3 separate regions of the Mus musculus genome follow, and all the other regions are linked to region 2. Evidence: chromatin contacts called from public HiChIP or PLAC-seq data. All regions are on one chromosome and are shown on one strand. The core of a region is the stretch at or near the end of the contact, and the rest is flanking DNA. Distances in the headings are between cores, read along the strand shown. Region 1 has its middle 22 kb from the start of Ccn3. Region 2 has its middle 16 kb from the start of Tnfrsf11b. Region 3 overlaps Mal2 (mal, T cell differentiation protein 2).

Region 1 (3,500 bases), core at 699-3,198, 470 kb after region 2:
ATAAAATGAATTAATTGTTCTAAAAGCAAATAATAAAGATCTGAGCCCCTGCCCACAACATCTTTCTGGAACAGGCAGGTAGACGAACAGACAGACAGACAGACAGACAGACAGGTATACAATACTGCTAGGTCTAACATGGACTCAAATCCTTAGGTGAGTCTGGAGTGCCAGCAGCCTTGGAGGTGGCAGGAATTCTTTTAGGATATTTTATAGCCAGAAATAGTTTGTACCATGTTGGGATCTTGGGAATGGGGAAACTTTGGAACTTTTAGACAGTATTGGAACTATTAAAGACTATAGGGAGTTTTGATGTCAGACTAGACACATTTAGCACTATGAGCTGGCCATGTGCCTATGAGGCTGTGTGGTGGGATGCAATGGTTAAAATGAGGAATGTCTCCTATAGGTTCATGTATTTGAGCAATTCTCCAGTCAGTAGCACCACTTGGAGGAATTACAGAACTTTTCAGACATGGACTTGTTCTGGAAGAAGTACCTCACAGGAAATGGGCTTTGTGAGTTTGTAGGCTCACGCCATCTTGTTTCCTCTTGGCTTCCTGTTTGCTACTGAGTTATGATCTCTGAGGTTCCTGTTCCTACCATATGCTGCCATGCCAAGATGAGCTCTTATCCCTCTGAAAACATAAACCAAAACACACTGTTGGATCAAAAAGCTGCTCCTGATTGTGGCATTTTTATCACAGCAAGAGAAAAATGACTAATGCATGCTCCACCCCACGGCTGAAGATATGCAGTTGGTAGTATTTCATTCCAGAAAGTCACCATACTAAAGCGAGAAGGACTTCTTGACATTGGAGATCAGACTGGAACACAAGTGACTCTACCTTGTGAAGCTTCGTAATCAACCCCTGATAACTATGAGGAAAAACAGAATCCTTGAGAGGAAAACAATGACTTGGTCAAAGAGTGACTGTATACAGGATCTGAGCCTGGGAAGACCATAGCCTCTACATATTACTAGTCCTGACTCCCCCCACTGACCTGTACAATCCAAGTATGAGTTACTTTGAATCAGATTCTCTACTTAAAAAATTCTTGGAAGAAGGAGGAAGTTGGTCAAGGGGCAGATGTGAGAACCTGAATGTCAACCCAAGGCCCTTCCAACTCTTCTTGAAAGGAAAGCCTAGATTCACCCAGGGTGCTTTAGAACACTCAACATTTTGTTTACAGCCAGTACCAAGCAGGATAGTGGAGAGGATGAGGGACTAGCCTTGATCTTCCTCTCTGGAAACTGATCCTCTCCACAGCTAACCTTCTCCGACTGAAAACTCTCAGCAGGTCCTGACTTTACTCCAGACATGGAACATGAGACTAAAAAGATGGAAGCTGAAGTAGGAAAAGATACCACTTTCCATAGTGCTCCTCTAATTGTCCTATAATCTCCCCATATTCTCCTAAGCTGGTGTATCTGGGACCTTCACACTTCACTTAAGGTAGTACTCAGCTGTCCCCACCTCTTTGCATCCTTTTAGGAGCAGGGCATAGAACAAATAGCAATGAAAAGAATTACTACAGAAACCATCCATGCGACCAAATCAGACAGACCAAAAATTCAGTTACCATTATAATTTAGAAAAGTAAATTTCAGACACAACTGGACAAAGGAAGTGCTGCTTAGAAAACGTTCCCTCTTGTGATGCACTGTAGCTGACTTAAGAATCCCCAAGTCCCTAAAGTGTTAAGTTCAAGAGAAATTGACTGAAGAGGACAGGGCTTAAGATAAACATCAGCTGTGACTTACTCCTCAGCCACAGTTGAAGAGAGGGCTCCAAACATGTTTTTTTCGTTCGTTTTTTTCTCTTTGTATCTCCCCTATGTGAGAAACATGGCATGCACAATTGGCGCCTATATTATCCCCTGGCCAATACTTTACCCCAGTTGCCTTAGCAACTGTCAATATTTGTCTGGTATGTCACAGCCCCAGTTGGCTGAAGGCTGGTTCAGCATTGGCTTTTGTGAAATTTAGGGAAGAGAGACACCCAGTGGTCATGCTGTTCTGTTTCATTTTATTTTTACTAGAAACATTTTTAGTAATTTTAAAGTCTAATCCTCTTGTAATGATCAACAACCCACACAGTAAACGTGAGGAAAACATGAAAGGACATTGGTGAACACACTAACCTTCCCTATAAAGGCCTGACAGGAAATATTTTAGACCCTGTAGGCCACATGCTGTCTTTTGAAACTACTCAGTTTTGCTGTTACCATGCAAAACCAGGGGTAGAACTTTTGTCAACAAGAGTAGATGGGTTCCAGTAACATATTTCTGCATGTGCGTGTGCGTATGTGTGTGTGTGTACATGCATGTAGAGTCCAGAGGACAATCACGAATGCTGTTCCTTGGGCACTACCTTTAAGACTAGCCAGGTACTGGTTGAGAAGGCCTGACCTGTCTCCATCATCCCAGCACTGAGATTATAAGTATATGCTCTCATGTCTGACACCTTTTTTAAAAATGGCGGGGGGGCGGGGGCTGGAGATCAAATTGAGATTGCATGCTTACTAGGGAAACACCTTTCCACCTTGGTCATCTTCTCAGCCAGCAATAATAGAAACAGGCAGTAGGCCAGATTCATTCCTCAAGAAATGGCCTCCAAACCTAGCAAGGGAAGTTTGAATCTCTCTTCTTTCAACTTGCATATGCAATTGTGCCCTCTGAATACCCCACATTCAAGAAAGTTGGAGCATCACTGTGAAAAAACATAATATCAACATGCTATTTGTAATGTGGCAGCTATTGAATTTGTCCCAGGCACCGTGCTAAGGACCACACTGTGACAATAGCACACTAAGTTGCTGATTTTGCAACTCCTCGAACTCAAATATTAAAACCTGATCCCACAGTGTGATGACATTAGAAAATGGGGTCATACCAGTACCTTGCAGTTTTTATCACAATTGCTCTGTAGTACAGCTTTAGGTCAGGCATGGAGATTCCACAGGAGGTTTTTTTTTTTTTTTCCTTGAGCAGAGTTTTTGCTATCCTAGGTTTTTTGTTATTCCAGATGAATTTGCAGATTGCCCTTTCTAGTTCGTTGAAGAATTGAATTGGAATTTTGATGGGGATTGCATTGAATCTGTAGATTGCTTTTGGCAAGATAGTCATTTTTACAATGTTGATCCTGCCAATCCATGAGCATGGGAGGTCTTTCCATCTTCTGAGATCTTCTTTAATTTCTTTCTTCAGAGACATGAAGTTCTTATCATACAGAACTTTCACTTCCTTAGTTAGAGTCACACCAAGGTATTTTATATTATTTGTGACTATTGAGAAGGGTGTTGTTTCCCTAATTTCTTTCTCAGCCTGTTTATCCTTTGTGTACAGAAAGGCCATTGACTTGTTTGAGTTAATTTTATATCCAGCTACTTCACCGAAGCTGTTTATCAGGTTTAGGAGTTCTCTGGTGGAATTTTTAGGGTCACTTATATATACTATCCTATCATCTGCAAAAAGAGATATTTTGACTTCTTCCTTT
Region 2 (3,590 bases), core at 636-3,135:
ACAGCTCCAAATTTTGTCTCTGTAACTCCTTCCATGGGTGTTTTGTTCCCATTTCTAAGAAAGGGTAAAGTGTCCACACTTTGGTCTTCGTTCTTCTTGAATTTCATGCGTTTAGCAAATTGTATCTTATATCTTGGGTATCCTAAGTTTCTGAGCTAATATCCACTTATCAGTGAGTACATATTGTGGGAGTTCCTTTGTGATTGTGTTACCTCACTCAGGATGATGCCCTCCAGGTCCATCCATTTGCCTAGGAATTTCATAAATTCATTCTTTTTAATAGCTGAGTAGTACTCCATTGTGTAAATGTACCACATTTTCTGTATCCATTCTTCTGTTGAGGAACATCTGGGTTCTTTCCAGCTTCTGGCTATTTTAAATAAGGCTGCTATGAACATAGTGGAACATGTGTTCTTATTACCAGTTGGAACTTCTTTTGGGTATATGCCCAGGAGAGGTATTGCTGGATCTTCCAGTAGTATTATGCCCAATTTTCTGAGGAACCTCTAGATTGACTTCCAGAGTGGTTGTACCAGCTTGCAATCCCACCAACAATGGAGGAGTGTTCCTCTTTCTCCACATCCTCGCCAGCATCTGCTGTCACCTGAATTTTTGATCTTAGCCATTCTGACTAGTGTGAGGTGGAATCTCAGGGTTGTTTTGGTTTGCATTTCCCTGATGATTAAGGATGTTGAACATTTTTTCAGGTGCTTCTCAGCCATTCAGTATTCCTCAGTTAAGAATTCTTTGTTTAGCTCTGTACCCCATTTTTAATGGGGTTATTTGAATTTCTGGAGTCCTGCTTCTTAAGCTCTTTGTATATATTAAATATTTGTCCCCTATCAGATTTAGGATTGGTAAAAATCCTTTCCCAATCTGTTGGTGGCCTTTTTGTCTTATTGACAATGTCTTTTGCCTTACAGAAATTTTGCAATTTTATGAGGTCGCATTTGTCAATTCTTGATGTTACAGCATAAGCCATTGCTGTTCTGTTCAGGAATTTTTCCCCTGTGCCCATATCCTCGAGGCTTTTCCCCACTTTCTCCTCTATAAGTTTCACTGTCTCTGATTTTATGTGGATGTCTTTGATCTACTTAGACTTGAGCTTTGTACAAGGAGATAAAAATGGACATTTTATTAAAGAGAACTGATTTTCCCTTTCACAATGGGTATCAACTGCAAATAGCTTCTTGTCTTTGTGTCTACTTCTGCTCTGCAGTGCTGGAATTTTGTCTTGTTTGAACCTGTTCAGATCTTATGTGATCCCACAGTTCTATGAGTTCATATGTGTATCACTACTGTGCACCTGAAAGATGCTGCCTCTGTGGACTCATCTTCCACCTCTGCCTCTTACAATCTGCCCATCCCCTCTTCTGCAGAGGTTTCTGTTGATTTTTTAAAATTTCATTTTCATTTGTATTTAGGTATATGGGTATATGTCTATATGGACTTGTACCATATGTGTCGGGGTGCCAGAGGATGCCAAGGGCGTCCAATACACTGGCAATGGAGTTAGACAGACAGTGTGAGCACTGGGGACAGAACAGAGCAGAAAGCACTTTGAACCACTGAGCCATCTCTCCAGGTCTTTGCTATTGCATTTTAAAGAGTTGCTGGTATGCAGGTTAACAGTAAAATTGTTGTATCATCGTTTCTCATACTTCAATATTTATCTTTCCAGGGTTCTTCCTCAGGCTACTGAATTTTCCACATAATATAAATGAGTGCTGTTGCCTGAGCATTTGTGCATTGTTACTTTCACCCAGTCGGGAGCTTCTTTTACCCTTGGAAATTGTGTACTTCCTGGCAGCTCAGAGATTGGGGCAGCTGACTCTCTCTGGCAGGTATGGGATGTGAGACTGACTCACTCTAGAATCTCAAAGAGATCCTTGTTTGTGGAAGCAGCAAACAGTGAGTGATTCAGGAGCTTGGTGGATTCCTAACAGCCTGGTACTTACCACTTACCAAGGTTTGTGTTGGAAGGAAGCTTGGTCCCTGCTTTACTGGTTGTTAGCTGTGGGAGAGATGAAAGGAATACAAAAGCAGAAGTTCCAACTGTAAGCCCAGGAGGAAGTGTGCAAGAGGGGATTTTTGTTGTTGCTGTTGTTGTTGACAATTTACATTTTGTTCTTAAACCAACAGATTTAAGAAAAGGGCTTGGATAACATGGCACAGAGACCTGCAGCCTATGGAATCAAGACATTTGGGCACCTTGTAGAACAAGTGCTCACAAGTTGAGGCTATGATTTTAGACTGTTTGCTTTTGCATCCTAGCTCACTTGATCAATAGCTCCATTCTATTTCGTTGTGCTTCCATTTCTCCATCTTGAAAATGGAGAAGGTAATGCCAGTATCCACCTTTTGTGTCGTCTCTGCATGCCCCCACCCCCACCAAACATGCATGAAACACTTAAAACAGTGTTTGGAAAACCTTAGTTTACCACAGGCATTAGTTCCTATCTTCAATAAAATTTATTGCCGAGTTACTAGAGTTGTACTTTGAGCTATGTCAACACAGCTGCCAAGGAAATTTTTATAATTGTAAAGAATGGGCATTCTTCAATGGCCACTTACCTAACAGGAAAAATGAAAAGAAAAAAAAAAAACCTAGATTCATAATACACAAACTCTCCCAGGACCCTGGAAGTCAAGTTACTTAGGATTCAAGTGTCCCCGAGTACTTACAACATAGAAACCCTCACTTGTCACAGTTCAACCTACTACCTTGGATGTCTATGTATGCTCATTACCTCTTACCTGATCTCTTCCACTGAGTTTTCTCATCCTCAACATCCTATACTGTTACATAGTTTTCAAAAAGATCCATAAATGTAGTGGTCAGACAGCATAAACATAGAACTATTATATAAAGAATTTAGTTTGGAAGATAAGATGGGAGTACTTGCAATTCAGTGGAAATGGTATATATAAAGGCTTCATGAGAAACAGTTATTTGGAAAAACTCGTAGAGTTTTGAGAGGAATATAAAAGAGGGATGTGTCCCAGACAGAAGAAAGATTACTCATGGTTTAGGAGTGGATGGGAATGGGGTTGGTGGATCACAACCTATGACAAATGACAGGTATCAGAGGGGAAGCAGAGAAGTCTTCAAGAGGCTGTAATCGCTAGTGTTTGAAATGATGGAGAAAAGAAAAAGGGTGTCTTAGGGTAACAACACATGATGTGGACAATAGGCATTATTGTTTTGGGGGAAGTAGAGGTTCAAAAGTTTTAATATATTTAATTATTAATTAATAATCTATCAGTGTGCTATATAAATGATTGAAGTAAGAAGCAAATAGCTTCACCGAGGATGAGTGGATAGTCCAAGATAGCACAGTTAGAAAGAGGTGGACACAAATTAAAGATAGTCTAAACCCTAGACTTTTCAAAACTTCTGTGGCCTGTCAAATTTTGATGGTGGTTTTCACAAAACATTTCACTAAAAAATATTGTCTACCATTTTAAGTAAGCTCTCAGGAATCATAGGCCAAAGAATAATTTTGTCTGTACTTCAAATCCTGATTTGCTTGGAGCTCATGGGTAAGAGACTACAAGTGTCTTGTTGATTCCGGATCTGGCTCTCAGCA
Region 3 (3,572 bases), core at 938-3,437, 310 kb after region 2:
TATCTTATTGAAATTAATATGGATATCTTTGTATATTGATCTAAACTGATATTATATTCTATTTGAAAATTCAATATACAAGAAAAGTTACTATTGTACCAAATTAAATAGATTCACTGATCTTTTTTATTAGTTCTTTGAGAGTTTGAAGTTTCCATACAAATATGTTTTGATCATAATCACCCAAGGCATCCAGCCCTGTATCACCTCTTTTAAAAGTATTCTTCGAGATCAAATTGTGTTCCCAAATGTTTGTGGACATGTGGCCTTCCACTGGAACGTGGTCAACTTATTCCTCCCTCTCCCTGCAGCTGACAATCACTATCCCTCTACAGTTAAGGATGGGCTTATGTAGAGTCTAATGCTTCTAATTTTGCCAAATTATTCAAAATAAACAATGGATATACTTAAGATAATTTGATTAAATGGGCTGAGTTTCCCTGTTTAAGATTGCATTTACAAGAAAGAACAGTAAAGCATCTTCGTGTTGTTACCTATAAATGCCTCTCCTCTGCTCCTTAGGATTTTGTCTACCATTTCATAGTCTTTGTCTTCTACTTCGGAGCGTTTTTACTGGAAGCAGCGGCCACCTCCCTGCATGACCTTCAGTGCAACACAACCATGACTGTGAAGCCACTACTCAACGACAACCAGTATAACATCAACGTGGCCGCCACAGTAAGTGCACCATAGGAAAAGCATCGTCCTTTCATGGTCCAGCATCCAGGAGACTCCTCGGGCATCAGTGGCCTTTTAATAGTAGCCTTTAGAATCAAATGTATAATAGCTATTTATGTATCTATTTTGTTGTCCTGTGAGCAAAGTCCTCTCATCACTCCCATTATGTGTGACTGTACTGCAGACCAACCCTGTTGACATTATCTGGGAAGGCAACAAGTCTATTAGTGCTTGATTTTATAAAAAGAATGCACTCTAGTGTTCTCTCTTTGTAAAGTTCAGACCTGGTGAGGGGACTTTGCTCTTTTTAACCTTGTGCCCATTTTCAACTTGGATTATTGGCTGCATATTCACCGTGGGTCTGCCAAATAGAAGGGTGTTTTCTCAGGGTGGGGCTGACATGAACAAGTATCAGTTCTTAGTGTTGGGGTCAGTGCTGGTGAGCGGGAAGGCAAATTCACCAGTCACTGTGACAGATGGGATACAGGAGAAAGCCTTCTCTGGGGACTTTAAAACATGAATCCTCTCTCATTCATACACTGTAGTGAACCTGTCATTTTGTATTAAATAGTGAAAAGAAATAATAATTTTTTGTTTTCATGGATAATTTTTTTGGGGGGGGAGGTCGGAGGTGGTTTGAGAGATAGGCTTTCTCTGTTTAACAGCCTGGCTCTCCTGAAACTCACTTGGTAAACCAGGTTGGTCTCATGGATAATTTTTAAAACTACTACAAATTGAAACTGCTTTCTGAAATGAAGCATCTTAATTGATGTTAAATAGTTCCTATAGTGCATTACCGGACCTAGTATCTTTTCCTCTTTAGTTTTGGAAGTTTCTAGACTGTTCTTTTCCAGATATGCTTCTTCTGAAAACCTGTGTCTTTGTCCCCCCTGCCAGAGGGGAGCTACCTCGATGCGTAGACCAATGCTTCAAGTCTTTCATGGCGTTCCATTTTTTTCCACTCACTCCAGTCCAGTCAGAACTCCAGGTCTTGAGTTTTCAGCAGCTGAAATTGCTCATGCATTCATGTGTCCCACTGGGCTAAGTGTTTCCCTTTCCTTTTTCACTCAGTAGAGTTGAGGATAGAGGCAATTCCCTCTCACTATTGACAAATTCCCAAAGCAATTATTCTCACTCAGAGGGCATTGTCGATATTAAAAATATATTACCAAAACAAGCAAAATGGGAAGGGTTAATTAAACTGTGACAAAAATTTCTGTGAATGGATCTGTCCTCCCTTCTCAGGCTGCAGTTTCCTGGTTAGGAATCTCTACCCTTGCCAGGTACCAGGCGATGGTGACACATGCCTTTAATCCCAGTACTTGGGAGGCAAAGGCAATCGATCTCTGAGTTTGAAGCCAGCCTGGTCTATTGAATGAGTTCCAGGACAGCCAGAACCACACAGAAAAACCCTGTCTTGAAAAACAAACAAAGGAATCTCTGCCCTATAGAGTCATATTTTATCATTTTGAATTGGCCTGGAATCGTCTCTCCTTTGACTCATAGCCTCTGAATGTCATTTCTGGACAATGGGTACTATTTGTTTATCTGCACCAAGCACAGTGATGTATGCACAGCGGGTGTTAATGACGCCAACCGTGACACCAAGGAAACAGCTCCAAGAGGGCTTGGCCTGGGACAACTGTCTCCCACCTGAGGAGGAACAGAACTCAGAACACATTCCTATGGGTTTTGTCTACTGAGTTCTAAAGATGACAGAAATGATTTGATGTGTCCTTGGGGTCTGATAGTTACTGTCTTCTTAGCTATGAAACTACTGGATGATGAGATAACTCAGAGTGAATTTTTTAATACACTGCCTAGGGTTTCATAAATACTTAACAAGTAAGCTTGACATGTGAGCGAATGGTGAAAGTAAGGCTGCCTGCAGATATGAAAGCTAAGAGCTATAGTGTACAAAGGGAGGGCCAGCTCTGGGAGGTAACGAAGCAAAGTCATCGAAACACAGATCACTCTAAACTCTTGTCCTGTTGAAGTATCTACAGGTCAGTTGTCGAGGATTTGTTCAGTGGTCTCTCAGGATGCAACTTCTAAAAGTCCATGTTGTGAATCTGATGACAGTGTTTCTTTTTCCTTTTCTTAGGTTTTTGCCTTCATGACAACAGCTTGTTATGGTTGCAGTTTGGGTCTGGCTTTGCGAAGATGGCGACCGTAACACTCCTTGGAAACTGACAGTTGTGTGCTGGTTTCATTTGTCTACTTTATATGTCTGATCACTTGGGTACCATTTGTCCCAATATAACATTCCAAACATTGTTAGCTTAGTACAGAGAGGACCTCAGTGCAAGCTGTGGTTTGTTACATGGGTGGGATTTTCATTTTGTTCTGATGTTAGAGAAGTATCCTTTCCTTTTTCATCTCTCGTTTCTTTTTAAATGCATTTCCATTGTATATTCTTAAAATACACAGGCACTGTTCACAAAACAATAGTATTCCTTTTTTTTTTTTTTGGTTGAGTCACCCGAACCTTAATAATAGTAAATAACTAAAACAATACATCTCATGCAGGCTTCTCATCTAATTCTATCTTTAGTATAAAACAGGAAATGATACACATGTTTTTTTTACAAAAAGGCCAGGTAGCACATATGTAGGCTTTAATAGGCCATATAGCCTCTGTGGCAATTGTTCCATCCTATGATAACATAAAAGCAGCTACAGATGATGTGTAAATAAATGTCTGTATCCTAATAAAGCTTATTTCAAAAAGGGAGCAAAACTGGATGTGGTCTACAGACCATAATTTTATCAACTACTGCCATAAAAACCTTAGGTGTTCTGTGTTCTATTGAACTAATCATGAAACCTCATTAGACAAGCCACATAACATATTTTGTTTCATTATGCATCAATCACATTGCCTTTGTTTAATA

Evidence for each region. HiChIP or PLAC-seq counts read pairs in DNA pulled down with a chosen protein or histone mark.
Region 1: a contact with region 2 is called in a FOXA1 HiChIP or PLAC-seq map of pancreatic cancer cells. The contact joins two enhancer-like sites. A contact is called at or near these places in 4 of 484 Hi-C or Micro-C datasets (embryonic fibroblasts, myocytes, pancreatic cancer cells and 1 more) and 1 of 115 datasets of contacts at active chromatin or transcription factors (pancreatic cancer cells).
Region 3: a contact with region 2 is called in a FOXA1 HiChIP or PLAC-seq map of pancreatic cancer cells. The contact joins two enhancer-like sites.

Annotation. Positions count from the first base shown.
Region 1 is chr15:54,766,578-54,770,077 of GRCm38.p6, forward strand. No RefSeq gene overlaps it. Among named protein-coding and RNA genes, the nearest start is that of Ccn3, 22 kb to the left of the region's middle. Within about 2 kb of position 1,949, at least 58 of the 459 cell types and tissues checked have an H3K27ac peak or open chromatin away from gene starts, as enhancers often do. A contact at or near this core is called in pancreatic cancer cells, where this site is marked.
Region 2 is chr15:54,292,721-54,296,310 of GRCm38.p6, forward strand. No RefSeq gene overlaps it. Among named protein-coding and RNA genes, the nearest start is that of Tnfrsf11b, 16 kb to the left of the region's middle. Within about 2 kb of position 1,886, at least 30 of the 459 cell types and tissues checked have an H3K27ac peak or open chromatin away from gene starts, as enhancers often do. A contact at or near this core is called in pancreatic cancer cells, where this site is marked.
Region 3 is chr15:54,597,889-54,601,460 of GRCm38.p6, forward strand. It overlaps Mal2 (mal, T cell differentiation protein 2), which reads left to right. Exons shown (of 4, transcript NM_178920.4): 3 at 523-678; 4 at 2,783-3,572. The coding sequence ends at 2,854. Among named protein-coding and RNA genes, the nearest start is that of Mal2, 28 kb to the left of the region's middle. Within about 2 kb of position 2,188, at least 6 of the 459 cell types and tissues checked have an H3K27ac peak or open chromatin away from gene starts, as enhancers often do. A contact at or near this core is called in pancreatic cancer cells, where this site is marked.